2 separate regions of the Rattus norvegicus genome follow, and region 2 is linked to region 1. A link is a contact called in public Hi-C data. All regions are on one chromosome and are shown on one strand. The core of a region is the stretch at or near the end of the contact, and the rest is flanking DNA. Distances in the headings are between cores, read along the strand shown.

Region 1 (2,700 bases), core at 4-2,503:
TGGGGGTGCAGCTTGACGTGTTTTACAGAATTTGGGCCAAATTAACAGAATGGGTATTTTTTGTCATCATATACCTGTATAGTTTGGAAGTTATACTTGTTTCTCTTTTGTTTTAAAGTTTGCTATTTTACAGATTTGTATTATGAGCATCAGAAAATAATGTTTTATTTTTTCATTACTATCTAAAAACTAAAGGGCAGATCAAGTATACCTTAGCAATGTATTCGTGTTTTAAATTTTTTATTTTATTTTGTATGTTGGTGTTTGCTTGCCTGTGCGGCTGTGTACCACGCATGTGCAGTGCCCAAGGAGACCAGGAGCTCTTGCCCAAGGAGAGCTCTGGACTGGGGTCACAGAGGGCTGTGAGCTGCCCTGCGGGTGCTGGGAGGAGCTTGACTGCTTTAGAAGAGCTGTCTGTGTTCTCACCCACTGACCGGCTCTCCAGCACTCTCTCCCCCATGTTACTTACATAATGGCCTTAGCACTTCCACAGGTCAGCGCTCACAACAGCTGTTCTGCATCCATTTGCCCTCCAAGCTGGAAGAGGGACCCCCTCTTTGGGGATGGTATGCATTTTCTTCAATTAAAGTTACTTCTTTTTGATTATTTGAGAATCTCATCAATGTTTTCTGATAAGTTTGCCTCCCACCCCTCCTTTAACTCTTTCTTTCCCACCGTGTGCTCCCGTTCCTGTCTTACTTTATTTTCCCCACCCCACCAAGTCCGATTTGTATTGTCCAGATAAATGTGAGGCGCCACCCTCAGAGAACCTTGACTGTCCCTTCCTCAGAAGCCACAAACTGCCAGTAACTCCCCAACTGTGTGCTTTGGGGGCTCAGGGGATGTGTGCCCATCCGTGCTGGGATGTTATCTGGCTGGGATGTGTAGATTCGAGGTTATTTCTTAGTCTGCCTTATGCAGTCTGATGTTCCTAACTGTGCCCCTTTGCCTTTATTTCTTAGAGATGTTTTCAATGGGAAGATTTTATATTCAATGTTGTTTATTTAATCCATTGCAGTTGGTGAATGCCTTTTCCTCCTAGACACCCTGTATTATACCATTTGGGGATTAAGTCAAAGTTAAGTATATTTTTTTCTTACTTGAGCTCTATATATGCAATTCAGATATCTTTCTGATGACAGTTTTATATGTAAATGTAATTTAACTTTCTTTCCGTGTTGACGAAGTTCTGTAGGTGTTAGGGTTAGAAGTCTCAGCACTCACTTCTCTCACTGGATGTGCAGTGTGCCTGCCATGGCGCACGGCTTCTCAGTAATGATGCCATCTCTGCTACTTTTACAGAAGGAGAAGTTTACTTTTGAGGTGGGTATGTGTTGATATCTAAACACTGTGTGTGTTGCTTGCTTAGATAGGCAAGACACACTGCTGTGCGTGGCTCCTGTGGTGCACCTAGCCCAGGGGAACGTAGCCTCAGTACTTCCGCTGGCTTCTTCATGCCTAAGAAGCAGGGGCCTTTCTTGTTTGCTGGGCTCTGGCTTTAAAAGTTGTCCTTTGGGTCTGGAGATGTAGCTCTGTGACAGAACACCAGCTAATGTCAGGTCCTGCGGTCAGTCTCTGGTACACACAAGCGCACACTCACATGATGGGGGGATGAAAGGCTGTCCTTGTGTAACAGTATTCGATGGGGCGTTGCCTGGATGACGATGTTTATGTACTCTGAAGGCAGATCCTGAAGGCACCCTGTTCTTCCCTTCCTTGTGTAACTGAGTCTGCACTAGCTTAGCCACTGTTTTAGAGGCCATCCTAGTGGGCGAACAGGAGGCATCGCACTGGGTGATGGTTTGCCTTCAGTCCTCAAGTAACAGCGGCCGACTTATGCGATGGCTTGTTTGAAATCAAATATTACCAGTTGCCTAGTCTGCCTTCTGTGAGAAGGGGAGAAGGAAGGGTGAAGGGTGGATGGAAGCCTTTGGGAACTAGTCTGATCTCTCATGGTCTCTCTGAGACAGTTTCCTCTAGCCGAGGGTTGGAAGTTGTCAGGGCAGGGCTGACTGCACAGGCTTTTCTTCTGTCATCCTCGGGTTCTGCTAAATCAGAAGAGCAAGTGCTGATTGTCTCTCCTGTGGCTCACCCAGGAGTCGGTGGTGGCGCCTAGGCCTGGCCAGCCAGCCCAACAGCCTCGTTTCCTCCCTTCTGTCCTGTGTACTTTTCTCTTTCTACGTGTCTTTGTGTAGCGTCCACACTGACGGTTTTAGACTTTGTGGGTGGCTTTGCCTTTTTCAAGCCTTTCAGGAAAAATCATGTGACTGTTTGTCACCATTGCCATGGTTGGTTGTAGTGTTTTTTGTGACATTTTTGTTTCTCGTTTTGAACTCCAGATTATTGGGTTTTTGTTTTAATTTATTTTTGTCAGAGGAAAAATAATTTAACATCCATCTCACAGGCTTGCTTGACTGTTCAGTTCCAAGGTCCTGCTCACTTTTTCTTGTCTTGCCTCTGCTCTGGCTTTCTTCATGATAGTGCTGGACGTGGAGCTGAGAGTCTTGTTTACTCTAGGCAAGCCCTCTACCTGAAGCCAGAGCCCAGCACTCCGTACCACCACAGACTTCTGAAGCTGGCAAAGTTTTAGAAGCTGGGAGTTTTCTGATTCTCTCATTATTAAGTTTCTCCTCAGTCTTTAGATAGAGGTAAATGTGGGCTTGTAAGAAAAGAAACGAAAGCACGTAATGTACACCTATT
Region 2 (2,700 bases), core at 177-2,676, 590 kb after region 1:
CGTTAGATAATGAAAGAAAACAGGATTAGTGCTAGAGGAGACCGGTGGGGTGGGGGAACTGGCAAGAGAAGAAAGAGAAAACATCTTCTGATGATTGTTGGGTGGTGGAAGTCGATGTCTGGTTGGGTTGTTCAGGGTGTGAGGAGAGCAGGAGAGATGGTTTCACTGCTTATCTTCAGTGTCAAAACGGAAAGTTTCCAAAAGTTAAAACACGAAGCAATCGGGTAGAGCACGCAGCCTTAGACACTGTGGTTTCATGGTCACGAATTCCTGGTGCGCATTCTTTATTTTACCCTCTATTGGTTAGATCCGTTTCTGTTTTCTGAAGGAGATAACTTTTGTACCGATCCCTGCTTTTCTCAGGGATGACAGATGAGATCATCACCATCTTTCTACTGTGGTTCCTCACTTTTTTGAAATTACGCAAGCTACATGGGATATGTTGGTTCAACTCGATCCCGGAGAAAGTCCACAACTACATATGACAATGGGACTCTGGAGACAACCATTGCTTTCCCAGAATCCCCACCATCTTGCATATCATGCAAGGGTAAACCTTCCATCTTGAATAGGCTTAGCTATTTCAAAACATCAAAGCAAGTCTACTTCTAAAAGGATGACACAAGTTAGCCACTTGGCAGCAGGCTGTGAGCGAATCAGGCTCAGATCACGCTGAGAGTGCCCATGTTCTGTTGGATGTATTTGACCCTGACCAGCTAATTATCAGAGTTTGCTCCTAAGCTTTTAAGACTGAGGGGATAAAACGGACCGACCTAGATCTGTGTAAGAATGCAATGTTGCGATGTTGGGGCTTTAGCTCAATGGTAGAGCGCTTGCCTAGCAAGCGCAAGGCCCTGGGTTCGGTCCCCAGCTCTGAAAAAATAAAATAAAATAAAAGAATGCAATGTTGCTTTCCCAAGGCCATCCATTCTTCCTCGGAAGGCAGTAAGAGGTGGGGCATTAGAATACTCCAGAACCCACTGAGAGAGAAGGTAGAGTCTGGGCTAGCCTTGCAGGAAGTCACCCTATTAGTCTCATGCTGTCCTCACTGGTCCCTAATGACCAGGGCACGCTCCTTGGCCTTTGTACACTTTGCTCTTCAATCCTAGCATGAGGACGCCATCTCCCCTTCAGAGGGCTCTTAGGGGGTTTCAATAGGTTGAAATAGGCCAATTCGGCCAACGTAGTCAGTGATGATTGCTGTTAGCTTCTCCTCTTAGCCCATTCCCATGTCTCTTGACCACACTGGGTCCTCTGTGGACTCTGGCTTCTAGTTTACAGCCAGGCGTGGCGCCTCACCGGATCCTGCTATTTTTTCTCCTTCTTTCTTTATCCGTCCTTTGAGCCACGCCTTCATATCAGGTATCAAGCCCATGCCATTTGGAACATTAATCTGGCCCCTCTCTCCCTAGAACCTTCCAACCTGTTGCACACTGAAGTAAACCAGAGACTCCAGAGCTGTGGCTGCCAACCCTGAGTCACACCAGGGCCCCCCCACAGTGTCCCTCTGCCAGTTTCTCGGCGAGCACAAGCACAGGTCTAAGAAACCAAGCATAAATCATTTTAGCTCTCCAGTTCTGCAGGGGCCTTCTAGGCTGACCACTTTCAATATTTTTCTCATGTGAGTATAAATGGCTTTTAATGAATCTGCTGCTGTCCTCTCCCTCCCATTTTGAACTCTTTCAACACTAAAGCAGGGTGGGGCTTCCAGACAAATGAGTTTTTTGTTTGTTTGTTTTCTTTGTTGTTTTTGTTTGTTTTGCCAGAATGGAAGCTAGGTACCTGCATGGACTCTCTGAGTTCAAGCTCTGGATCTCCCTTGTTTCGAGTGAAGGTCCATTTTTTTTTTATTCTGATCTGGTTAATTAAGGATCCAAATGTGATAAATGCCTTTATTGGCCTGCTTTCAAATTATTTGGTTTAAGGTATCTAAGACAGCATGTGCCTCTTACATTAGCCTTAAATAGGACACTGCTATTCCAAGAAGGGGTTATCTGATAAACCACGATCTAATGAATACTCACTGGTTTCGTATCCCTAACACTCACGACAGCACACAGTAGGCACTCTATAAACGTGTTTTTGTTTGTTTTTTGTTTTGTTTTGTTTTGTTGAGTAATGAACAAAATTAACTTATTTAAAAAATCGGGGGCTGGAGAGATGGCTCAGGAGTAAAGAACACTGGCTGCTCTTCCAGAGGACCTGGGTTCAAATCCCAGCACCCACATGGCAGCTCACAACTGTCTGTTGCTTCAGCTCCAGGAGTTCTGACACCTTCACACAGATACACATGCAGCCAAAATGCTAATGCACATAAGATAAATAGAGCATGTTCTCCTACTGTGTACACATGAGTCTGAACAAGAGCTGTGAACTGCCAGGGTCGGAAGCATCTCATGGCCATCATTTCCCAGTAGTTGTTAGCTTTCGGACAAGGAGCTCAAAAGGTGGCGCATCGGCTGGGCACTGGCTGGCTGTCAGAGTTCATCGTGCTCCATTTGTAGCTTCGCTTTCTGCTTATAGGGTAATTAATTATGTCTATGACCTATATAAATAACCAGTTCAATTAATATTGCAAATATTTACAGAACTGCCACATCACAAATGCCATGTCAATGGTCAGAGCAGGGAAGGGAGCAGAGAGGGCACTGTCCTATCTCTGAGGAAGTCACCACCTCCTGTTATAAGCGATGTCAACGT

The links. A called contact is a pair of places that touch in the nucleus more often than the background predicts.
Region 2: a Hi-C map of psoas muscle shows a contact between it and region 1, with 4 times the contacts expected there. The contact joins the enhancer-like site here to the promoter of LOC100910150 in region 1. A contact is called at or near these places in 11 of 12 Hi-C or Micro-C datasets (the A7r5 cell line, the Rat2 cell line, Schwann cells and 6 more).

What each region holds. Positions count from the first base shown.
Region 1 is chr18:53,044,601-53,047,300 of GRCr8, forward strand. It overlaps LOC100910150, which reads left to right and starts at 1,254. Exons shown (of 4, transcript NM_001416450.1): 1 at 1,254-1,327. The coding sequence starts at 1,255. It also overlaps a transcript of Prrc1 not described here.
Region 2 is chr18:53,629,450-53,632,149 of GRCr8, forward strand. No RefSeq gene overlaps it. Among named protein-coding and RNA genes, the nearest start is that of Slc12a2, 84 kb to the left of the region's middle. Within about 2 kb of position 1,427, at least 2 of the 93 cell types and tissues checked have an H3K27ac peak or open chromatin away from gene starts, as enhancers often do.